3 separate regions of the Sus scrofa genome follow, and regions 1 and 2 are each linked to region 3. The links are chromatin contacts, called in public Hi-C maps. All regions are on one chromosome and are shown on one strand. The core of a region is the stretch at or near the end of the contact, and the rest is flanking DNA. Distances in the headings are between cores, read along the strand shown.

Region 1 (3,844 bases), core at 583-3,082, 230 kb before region 3:
ATAGCTTACCTTATTTAACCTCCACTGTCACTTAATCAGGTGAGTACCAATATTCTGCCCCAGGTTGTAAATGAAGAAGTTAAGATGCAGAGTGCCTACCATGCCTAAAGAATAAGGAAAATGGACTTTTAGCCTGACAGATACGCCCTCACCCTAGTTTATCCTGCATTCAGTCACTCATGGCCCAATAAATGTTTGTCACGTAACTCCTAGGATGTAAGGTCCATGAGGGCAGAATATGGTTGTTTTGTCTTGCTTTGTTTCTGTCTCTTTGTTGATGGTGGCATGTACCCAAGAGCAGTACCTGATGCAAGGCAGGCACATTCTTTCAAAGACCTCTAATGTAAAATTCAGCCCAGTCCCTTTCCAAATTGTCACAAATGCCAACAGAATAATAGAGAAACGGCAGTGAGAGATACCATAGGAGAAATATTCAGCTGATCGGGGAGATAGGCTCAGAATCTAAAAAAATGGGGAGAGAAGCTGGAAATGATTGCTTCTTCCTGGGGAAATTCCTTCTGAAATTTTTATTAAACCCTGAGGTCAGAGCTGTTGTTTTTAAAGTCCGAGGAACTGGATTACAAGAACCTCAATATACCAACGAATGCCTGAAAATACTTGGCATCCAAAACCACACTTGCAGAATATGAATTTTTCCCACCCCAAGGGGACAGATCACTATTGATCATCTCATCAGGATGAAGCGCTGAGAAACAGCTGGGTCTGTTTTCCCCCTTAGACCAATGAAGGAGAGACTTCTCCCACCCACACGGCTCCGTGATAGCGTGCCACGCTGTGTAAATGGAGGGGCAGAGGGGATAGAGCATTCACCGTGGGAAAAAATAGTCCAGACAGTGGAAAGATCCAGCAGGAGTTCCTGTTGAGGCGCAGCAGAAACGAATTTGACCAGCAATCCATGAGGATGTAGGTTCCATCTCTGGCTTCACTCAGGGAGTTAAGGCTCTGGCTTTGCGGTGAGCTGTGGTGTAGGTGGCGGGCGCATCTCGGATCCGGTGTTGCTCTGGCATAGGCCGGCAGCTGCAGTTCCGATTCATCCTCTAGCCTGGGAACTTCCATGTGCCACAGATGCAGCCCTAAAAAGACCACACACACACACACACACACACAAATCCACCAGATAGCAGATGGGTCATCAAAACTATATAGTCTTTTCTTCTCTAATGGTCGCGAGCCATGACTGTGAGGGCTGCTGTTTTAATGAGGGAAGGTGAAATTGATCATGGTTATGGATTTATGCAAACGGCACCCTCTCCCCAGCCTTTAGAACCAGACTGAAAATCAGAGTTACCATTTATGAAGCCCCCACACTGTGTCAGGAGTAACAACCCTACAAAGGATAGACACTGCAGATGCTCAGGGCCTCCCAGCTACCAAGACAATGACGGGGCAGGATCCACCCACACCTCTGACAGCAAGACCCACCCTTGTCATGCTACCAGGTTCACGCAGTTGCTGAGCTCTTGGTGACACAGACCTTCCAGGAAGGAGCAAGGCGGCCTCTGAGCTGGGAGCCTCTCAAAAATGTTTCCTTTGCTTTTAGTTCGCAGAAGGCGCCTTGTTGGACGGGCTCTACTGGAAGACACAGCCCAGCAACGGAACGGAAGCCCATAACCGAAGCTTCATCTACTACGAGAACCTTCTGTTAGGGGTTCCTCGTATACGGCAGCTGAGAGTCAGAAATGGATCCTGTTCCATCCCCCAGGACTTGAGAGATGAGATTAAAGAGTGCTACGACGTCTACTCCGTCAGCAGTGAGGACAGGGCTCCATTTGGTCCAAGAAATGGAACCGCGTAAGTGTCGGTGGCTCTGGCCGCGGGCCCTGGCCTCTCAGAGATGCTCCGACCTTTCATTCTCCAGCCCCTTCCCCAGGGAGGAGATGCTGCCAGTGCTTATTGTTAAGGCTCTGGCCAAACGTCAGTGTCCCAGGTTTTCTACACCGTCTACCCCCTTTCAGCTTCTGCGTACGTATTTTGCAAAAGGCTAAATCATTGCCTCTGTGACCCGTAGGAAAGAAGCTTCTTGAGCTTTCGAAGGTTTGAAGGTTTACGAGGCCTCCATCCTGTTTCTATAGATGCAGTCACATGGTTCGCTAGGTTGTCACTGGAAAAGTTTCTGGGACAGAAATTCTTTTTTATCGGCGCTTAGAAAGAAATTTTGTGTTCAGAGTCCAGTTATTTAAAGTGTATGGTAAGCGTGTGAGGCAGGCGTCACTGTCTGGTTTAACGTCTGTCCTCAGACGTGTGTTTGTGATTTTTGAGCGCGCATCTGCATTGTGCGTGTTGGCAGGCATTTGGGCTGCTCTTTGGTAACCATACTTAAAACATCTTGTGTGTGAAGGAAGACAGTCATTATTTCTGGAGTGACTATAGTTATTATAAAAAAATGAGACCATCTCTCAGGCTGTCCCAAGGAGGACCTTTCAGGCACCTGTCCCGAAGGAGTCACTGTGGTTAGAACTGTCTTTTAAGCTTGGCTGAGCCAGTTCTTTCACCTCTAGATCCCTTTCTCGGGAACTGAGACATGGGAATCCAGATTGGTGAACACACGGTGGGGGGCAAACCCTTTTTCTGATTCAGATTCTTTGCCTGCCATCCAGGACACACCCTTTTTAGTACGCAGCCCTATAAGAAACAAACTTCGTAAACATCAGAAGGTTTAGAGTAAAGAAGCTGAGTCTCAAAAGACGTTTTTTCCAGGTCATGATAGTGATTTTGGTCTCTTGTGCTCCTTTTTCTAGTTTCAGCAAAGCAGTAGCTTGCGCTTATCTCTTAGCGTGTCACCAAAAAGAGATTTATGCAGCCTCTGCGCCCTGCCGGATGCTATTTAAGAACTGAATCTCCTCTACTTTTCATAAAACAACTGTGAAAGGGATCTCAGCTCCGTGTTATAGATGAAAAACAGAGGCTCACTTACCCAAAGTGTCACTGCTAGAAAAGCGAACCAGGCTGGGATGTAACCCGCCTGACTCCAAAACCCCTATTTCTTCTATGTTACTTCTTCCATATGAATTATGTCGCTGGGGTGGCTGCTTCTGCCCTCCGCTTCCCATCAGAATTCAGGATTCTCGAGGGCGGGGACCCTGCTTTGTTCACTGCTGTATTTCTGAGGCTTCGAACAATGCCTGGAACATCCACTATCTGTTGGATGCACAGTGAGTAAGTGATTCCTTCTGCAGGCTGGGCTGCAAAAGGGATTCTTCCAGTGTGTATCTAAAGCATCCCTGGTCTTGCCAGGCTCTGAGGTACTCCCATTTCGCCTTCCCTTCAACCCCAGACCTCTCAAAGCATAGTCTTCACTGGCCACCGCCCTACCGTCAATTCACCCCTTCAAGCTTAAGCCCTGGCTGTCGACATCTCTCTTGGAAGCTGCCAGCAGTTTTGTTCAGTTTGCTGATCCGAGGAATGATCGGCCTTCCCAGCCTCCTCCTCCTCAGCCTCTCTGCAGGATGCAGCTGTCGATTGCTTGTGCTTTTGTCTCTGATGAGTGACCCTGAACTTGGAGTTCTCTTAATTCTGCCACCTCCTCCTTCTCTTTTGTGCCCTGATTCCATCAGATCCCTGTCTTGTCTTTCTTTTTTGCGGGGGGGAGGGAGACAAACCTGCAGCATATGGAAGTGCCTGGGGCAGGGATCGAATCCAAGCCTCAGCTGCGACCTGTGCCACAGCTGTAGCAATGCTGGGCTTTTAACCCACTGCCCTGGGCTGGGGATCAAACCGGTGCCTCAGCAGCAACCCAGTCCACCGCAGAGACAACACTAGATCCTTAACCCACTGCACCACAGTGGGAACTCCCTATCTTGTCTTTCTTTATACTCTTTCCCTT
Region 2 (3,671 bases), core at 116-2,615, 140 kb after region 3:
ACACAGAAGATTTTGCGTTTATCATTCCATACCATTAGGCCGACCACCCTGCAAAAAGTTAAGTGACACGATCAGAACTGTGTTGACAGTCCTTGTTGACAGCACTTCCTGAAATCAGCCGTGCCGACAGGCGTCTCCGTTATGTGACCGTCAGAAGAGGCTAAGGAACACCCCCCAAAAGCTCAGGGGCTTATAAGAACAAAGATTTCTCTCTCATTTATAGTACATCGATTAGCTGCAACCCTGTTGAAGCTTGTTTGTTTTTTTTTTGTTTTGACCTGGGACCCAGAATGATGGAACAATCTCTATCTAGAAAATCACCAATTATTGTCATGGAGGAAAAAAGAGAGTAGGGAAAATAAGAACTGGCCCTTTTGAAAATGATTTTTATTTTTTCCACCATAGTCGACTTACAGTGTCTGCCAAGTACTGGCTCTTAAATGGTCTGCCTGGAAGACATTTCCTGCTTGCATGCCATTGGCCAGAGCAAATTCACATGCTCCAACTTGACGCCACAGGGTGGAGAGGACAGCAAATATTTTTGAATAATAACAATACAATCTACCAGTAAATTTCCCTTTTGCTTAGGCGAACTTAGGTCATGTTTTCCGTCACTCGCAACCCACAGAACCTTAACTGAGAAAACCCCTTGAAAGAATCAAATTAGATATTTTATATAAATTAGTCAACCCATGGTAAACATGATTATAGATGGGAGCTACGGTTTCCAAGTGCGTGAACACAGTCAACTGAGAATTCTACTTTTTCTAGAATTTTCTCTATTTCTTTATTCACTATCTCGCTGACATTTGAGTTCTTTTACTGTGGCACACACTGTACTTAGTACTGGGGACAGAAACTGCACATTACATTTACAGTTTTGTTCTCCAGGTGATTTTTTAAAATAAATTTATTTATTTATTTACTTACTTATTTATTTATTGCTCTTTAGGGCTGCACCTGCGGCATAGGGAGGTTCCCAGGCTAGGGGTCGAATCAGAGCTGTAGCCACCGGCCTGTGCCACAGCCACAGCCGCAGCCACGCCAGATCTGAGCAGTGTCTGTGACCTACACCGCAATTCACGGCCACACCGGATCCTTAACCCACTGAGTGGGGCCAGGGATTGAACCTGCGTCCTCATGGATGCTAGTCTGTTCGCTAACTGCTGAGCCATGACGGCAACTCCCAGAGTAATTCTTTTAAAGTTAAAGATCATATCACTTCTCTGCTCAAAAGTCTCCAAATGCTCCACTTCACCCTTCATCCCAGATATGAACATGACTCATTTCACTCATTTCCTTTCCCAGGCCCTTGGCTCTCTGCTCAAATGTCACTTCATCAGAGAGCCCTTCCCTGATATCTTATCAAAAACGCTAATTCTTTCTGTCCCTATCCTCTGTTCCTTTACTGTTTTATTTTTCTTCATGTGGCCACTTGACATTTTACTGTTTATTTGCATGTAAACAGGAGAATGAATACAAGCATCACGAGGATTTTGCACTTTCAGTGCCAAAAACAGTCTAGAAGAGGCATGCTGATGCTTTTACTAAGTACTCTAGGCATTATTCCAACACAATATTATCTATTAAATTATGTTAGATTTGCTGTATTACTGTCCACATTTCATTGGCATGGTAGCGGAGGCACAGAATCGTTAAGTATCTTGCTCAGAGTCGCACAGCTTGTAAACGGCTTAGCTAGGATGCAAATCCAGACGCTTTTCTTTTGGGGTCCCTCTGCTCCTTAGCACTTGCCGGCTTACGTTTGATTCCGAAAGCGGTTCGTGGGGAGGCGTCGGGATGACGAGTGCCGGGGCAGTGCTGGGGACAGAGGGCGGGGAGCGAGCTGGACCCCAGCGCGCTTTCAGCAAGGGCGCGGTTCACTTAGCCTGGTGTTTTCCGGAAAGTCAGCGCACATCCGTCTGACTTGCTGGCCGAGCGGGCAGGAGCGCAAGGACTCGGGCAGGCGGCTGTGTGCGGGAGCGCGATGTATTTCTGCTGGAGCGGGGACCGCCCCAGGTCGCAGAACCCGGGGCCGGCGGGCCCGGGAGGCGACGCGCTGCTGCAGGCGGCCAGCGGGGAGCGGCACTCTCTGCTGCTGCTGAGCAACGGCGCGGTCCAGTCGTGCGGGGACAACAGCCACGGCCAGCTGGGCCGGAAGGGCGTGCAGCGCGGGGAGCGACCAGGTGAGCGCCGGGACGCAGGTGCGGGGCGCGGGGTCAGGCAGGTGGCGGGGCTGGGAGCCTTGGGTCCGCCTGGCCATAGGAGCCGGGAGAACGGTGCTCCGCGCAGCCAGAGCGCAACTCACCAGTTTCGTTTTCCCGAGGAGCCTCGGGTTTGTTTCGGTTTCTAGTAGTTTTATTTTCAAAAGGAAACTGAAAGCCAAACTAAATTGGACTGCCTGCCTCTGAGCAAAGTTGCCTTTCGAGACCAGTCCTTACCTGCGCGAATCTATCTGAACAGAGTAACTTTCCAAACGTGCTTTGTGCTTTGGGCACCTGTAACTCCCTCAGAATTACTGTAGGGCCTCTTTTTTCCCTAAAATTAATGTACCTAATAGTAGTTAACATATGTATTATGTAAATATATGTGGTAGCGATTTTACTATCATTGTAGAAAAATAGGGAAAGAAATCGCTAATCATTGCAGTTCCCGTCCCGGCTCAGTGGTTACAACCCCCCCACTAGGATCCAAGAGGATGCAGGTTCCATCACTTAGTGGACTAAGCATCTGGAGTTGCCAGTGATGTGTGGTGTAGGCTGCAGACGCTGCTGGGATCCTGCATTGCTGTGGCTGTGGTGTAGGCTGGCAGTTGCAGCTCTGATTCAACCCCTAGCCTGGGAACTTCCATATGCAGAAGGTGCGGCCCTGAAAAGCAAAAACAAACAAACAACAACAACAAACAAAAAGAGAAATCACTAACAACAACAACAAAAAGAGAAATCACTAATAATTCTAACACCAGAAGACAACTCCTAATATTTTGATGCATTTCTATTTTGCCCTTTTTTATTATATTTTTGATTTTTATAAAATCTTGTCATTATACAGTTTTATATATGCAGAGCTTATATAACTGTAAGTTGCTTTTTCACGAAACATAATATCATGAACATATTTACCTTTTTTTTTTTTTTTTTGGTCTTTTTGCCCTTTCTAGGGCCGTTCTCTTGGCATATGGAGGTTCCCAGGCTAGGGGTCTAATTGGAGCTGTAGCCGCCGGCTTACGCCACAGCCACAGCAACACAGGATCTGAGCCACATCTGCAGTCTATACCACAGCTCACGGCAACACTGGATCCTTAACCTACTGAGCAAGGCCAGGGATCAAACCCGCAACCTCATGGTTCCTAGTCGGATTCGCTAACCACTGAGCCATAATGGGAACTCCCATGTTTACCTTTTATTATGAATTTTTTGAAAATAAAATTTAAGTTGTCACCTAACATTCTAGGCTCTGAGAGTACAATTTAATCATTCCCCTTTCATGGAAATTAGGTTTTTTTCTCATTAGGGACTTTTATAAATAATGTTAAGATTGACATTCTAAGTAAATATTTGACCAACTTTCTGATTACTTACTTGGAATAAATTCCAAGGGATGTGTCGGAGAGGAAAAACTTTTTCTCTACCCTCTTAATTCTTGTCATGAGGGTTAGTGAACTAAACTGA
Region 3 (3,790 bases), core at 132-2,631:
CAACCTTCCAATCATATGGTTGGTTTCTCAGGCAACCAACCCCCATCCTCAGATTCTCCAGGTGCCTAGAAGCTGATGGTCTGTTTTCAAGAGTGACATGTGAAATACAGTAAGAAATATATATTTGGTCTTTGTCCTCGGTTCCTGACACAGCTTCTAAAACTCTTGTAATGTCTTGAGTGACAGGAGCATCTTTTGTTATTTACAACCATCCCCTTTCAACCATACTCGAGCTTATGATAATAAGATGACTCCTGAATCTTGTACCCATTTGAGATGATAAACTTTTTGTCATAACACTTCATGATGTATGTAAATCAAACCACTATGCTGTAAACCTCAGACATACAGTGCTAGATGTCAGTAATATCTCAATAAAACTAGAAGAAGAAAAAAAAATAGCCGTTTTCTTTCTTTTTTTGCGGGGGGGGGGGGGGGGAGCGGGGGCCTGCCTCTGTGGCATATGGAAGTTCCCAGGCTAGGGGTCAAATCACAGTTGCAGCTGCCACCCTACGCCACAGCCACAGCAACGCCAGATCTGAGCTGCATCTGCAACCTGCATCACAGCTCAAGGCAACGTCAGATCCTTAACTCACTTAGTGAGGAGGGGGATCAGACACAGCTCCTCATGGACACCAGGTCAGGTTCCTAACCTGCTGAGGCACAACAGGAACTCCCCACCCCCGCCAAAAAAAACAGCCATCTTTACTATCTGTATTTTAATCTCCTCAGCGTGTAAATCATGTCTAAAAGAAGAAATAAAACAAGCATAGGAATAATTATCACATAATATAGAAGATAAAAGAGGCAGAAAAGAACTATGGGAATTCAAAGAACAGTATTAGACCACTTTCAAATGACCAAGACATATTACTTATTCTGAGGAATAAAGCAATTCTCTTGAGGATATAGTCAAACCAGGATTGCACTGAGGGGAAAAACAGGATAGACAATACAAATCACTAGGGAACTGGGTGGAGGAGAAAGTCCTTCTTGATCTCCAAGATAAAAGCCAGCTGGGTCACTTCTCCTTCTACTCTGTGTCATGATTTGAGGGAATGAGAGCCTTTGGCGTAGAGCTAGATCATAATTAACCTGGCTGTGCTCTATTGTGCCAGGCAGCGTGTGAGCTCGTGTCCCGGTTTGCAGAGGAAGAGCCCAGCTTAAACGTATTGCTCCAAGTATCTTTTAATTGTGCTCCTCTCATCCTCCGAAGTAAAGACGGTTGCCCCCGCTTGAGATGAAAAACAGAAACAATCCTTTGCCAGAGGCTGGTGCCCTCTTGTGACGAGAGTACGAAAAGCCATTCTAGAAACAAGAGTCTTCCTTCAGGTTCCACTGGGGAATTTCACGTCGCTTATTCTGAGAGAAGAAACCGCCGCAAGATGCGAACATCCCAAGTGGATCATCTACCAACTGGCCTCCTCATCTCCGCGTGGCATCAGACTGGATCGCCGACTGCTCTTCATGGGTGCTGCTTTCTGCGGACTCCAGGACCTCTTCTCCCGTTTATCAGTAGCTGGCACACTGTCACTCTCTCTAACTCTCCCCCGTCTCACTTCTTGTGAGTTCACTATACACACAGGTTATTTTTCCAGCCCACTGGCTTCTGCCAACCTTGAACTTCTCCCCTCTGATCTTCCTGTTCTTCGCTCTGCCTCAGCTATGCCCTCCCAGCTCATGCCACAGACGCTGTCATCACCCATCTCATCTCATGGACCTTGCTCTCTGACCCCCTTTTCCCATCTTTCCACCTCGCTACCTCTGGGAATCCAACTCCCACAACCCCCGCCCCAAAGCCCTATAACCATTACCTTGACTAATAGTTCACTATGCCCTGTCCCCTACTGCTTCCTTTCATCTCCATATCAGCTGAAATTCCATGATCATTTCTTATGCTAACACCCTTGCAAACACTTTCAACTCCCTTGCCCCTCTTCTGCATTGCCACTTGCTGGGCAAAACCAGAATCTCTAGTTAAATTCAAATCTCCCCTACTCTGCGCCTACATCCTTGCAGCTGAATGTGGGTGGAGAAAAACACATAAAAACAATTATGGTAAAAAATCAGATATCTGATTTTTTAAATTCATGATCAGAAATCTTTTTTGTGTGTGTGTGTGTTTTAGGGCCACATTCGAGGCATGTGGAGGTTCCCAGGCTAGGGGTCGAATCGGAGCTACAGCTACCAGCCTAGATCACAGCCACAGCAATGTGGGATCCAAGCCACATCTGCAATCTACACCACGGCTCACAGTAATGCTGGATCCTGAACCCACTGAGCAAGGCCAGGGGTCAAACCTGTGACCTCATGGATGCTAGTCAGGTTTGTTAACCACTGAGCCATGACGGGAAGTCCATGATCTCAAATCTTAATGCTGGGAGCCCAAGCGGTGCCTCGCAGCTCACACTATGTTTCCCTAGCCCATTCACTTCTCTATTTTCCTATTTCAACAAGTCCTGGTTTCTTCTGTCTCCTCACCTATAGTCATTCTCAGCTGGTAACCTTATTTCCTGTTTAACTAAGAAAAGAGAAGTAGGAGTGACATCAGAAACATGGTAGAGTGAAAAACAACATTTGTCTCTTCCCTTCAATCTACAACCAATAAAACACCCACGACTCAACAAAGGTGCCTCTGCCCAACACAACAGGACACCAGAGGATGCCACATATTTGCACACCTAAAGCTGAGTAGGCTGGAAACAGAGGCATAACTGAGGGAACAGAAGGGTCATGCCTGCAATCCCGTCTTCTGATTGTGGCAGCAGAGCCCACAGCTTCAGAGAACTGAGTAGCAGGACAGGACCTGACACATGTGACTCCAGCCTCCCAACAGCACTGGTACCCATGGCCACAGGTAACTGGGCAGCAGTGACAGTGGTACCTGTGACCCTGTTTCTCTAGCTGCTGAAGCTCCCAAGACCCACCTCCATCCGCGGTGGCAGAGCCCCCAAACCTTATACCACACATGGCAGAGATGCCTGTGGGACCCTGGCTCCCCCTACACTGTTCCCCTCCCCCCACTGCAAAGCCTGTGTCTCAGGGATCCTGGACGCAAGGAAAGAGCCCACCATCCGAGGAACAATGGCTCCGGCAGAAGCAAGGCAGCAATCACCCCGGAGCAACAAGAAGCGACAATGAAGGCGCAGACAAATCCCTAGTACAGAGACCGGGACAGTACTTAAAAAGCTCCCCACGACAAAAGTCCAGGGCCAGGTGGCAGATTAATTCTATCAAACATTCAAAGAAGATTTAATACCTATCTTTTTCAAAATATTCCCCAAACTGAAGAGAAGGCAAGACTTCCTAACTCATCTTGAGCCCACCACCCTGACAGCAAAAGAAAAGACGCCACAAAAGGAGAAAATTAAAGGCTAATATCCCTGATGAATAGGGATATAAAAATTCTCAGCAAAATGTTAGCAAACCCGGAGTTCCCGCTGTGCCTCAGAGGTAACAAACTCTAGTTATGGACTGGTAGCCATGGAGGACACTGGTTTGATCCCTGGCCTCGCTCAGGGGGTTAAGGATCTGGTGTTGCCATGAACTGTGGTATAGGTTGCAGACTCAGCTTGGATCCTGCCTTGCTCTGGCTGTGGCGTAGGCCAGCAGCTATAGCTCAGATTCAACCACTAGCCTGGGGACTTCCATATGCCACAGGTGGGGCCCTAAAAAGACAAAAATAAGTTAGCAAACCAAATTCAACAATATATCAAAAGGATCATACATCATGACGAAATGGGGTTCTAGGGACTCGAGGATGATTCAACATTTGCAAATCAATCAATGC

Evidence for each region. A called contact is a pair of places that touch in the nucleus more often than the background predicts.
Region 1: a contact with region 3 is called in a Hi-C map of retroperitoneal adipose tissue, with 2.1 times the contacts expected there. The contact joins two enhancer-like sites. A contact is called at or near these places in 1 of 5 promoter capture datasets (liver), 11 of 47 Hi-C or Micro-C datasets (alveolar macrophages, blood, embryonic fibroblasts and 4 more) and 2 of 2 datasets of contacts at active chromatin or transcription factors (alveolar macrophages and skeletal muscle).
Region 2: a contact with region 3 is called in a Hi-C map of retroperitoneal adipose tissue, with 5 times the contacts expected there. The contact joins the promoter of HERC6 here to the enhancer-like site in region 3. A contact is called at or near these places in 5 of 5 promoter capture datasets (fetal liver, fetal skeletal muscle, liver and 1 more), 31 of 47 Hi-C or Micro-C datasets (adipose tissue, alveolar macrophages, blood and 15 more) and 2 of 2 datasets of contacts at active chromatin or transcription factors (alveolar macrophages and skeletal muscle).

What each region holds. Positions count from the first base shown.
Region 1 is chr8:131,035,034-131,038,877 of Sscrofa11.1, reverse strand. It overlaps PKD2 (polycystin 2, transient receptor potential cation channel), which reads left to right. Exons shown (of 15, transcript NM_001245979.1): 4 at 1,562-1,812. Among named protein-coding and RNA genes, the nearest start is that of PKD2, 22 kb to the left of the region's middle. Within about 2 kb of position 1,832, at least 2 of the 83 cell types and tissues checked have an H3K27ac peak or open chromatin away from gene starts, as enhancers often do. A contact at or near this core is called in retroperitoneal adipose tissue, where this site is marked.
Region 2 is chr8:130,663,285-130,666,955 of Sscrofa11.1, reverse strand. It overlaps HERC6 (probable E3 ubiquitin-protein ligase HERC6), which reads left to right and starts at 1,365. Exons shown (of 22, transcript XM_021100765.1): 1 at 1,365-2,186. The coding sequence starts at 1,988.
Region 3 is chr8:130,804,367-130,808,156 of Sscrofa11.1, reverse strand. No RefSeq gene overlaps it. Among named protein-coding and RNA genes, the nearest start is that of ABCG2, 47 kb to the left of the region's middle. Within about 2 kb of position 1,381, at least 13 of the 83 cell types and tissues checked have an H3K27ac peak or open chromatin away from gene starts, as enhancers often do. A contact at or near this core is called in adipose tissue, alveolar macrophages, retroperitoneal adipose tissue and 1 more, where this site is marked.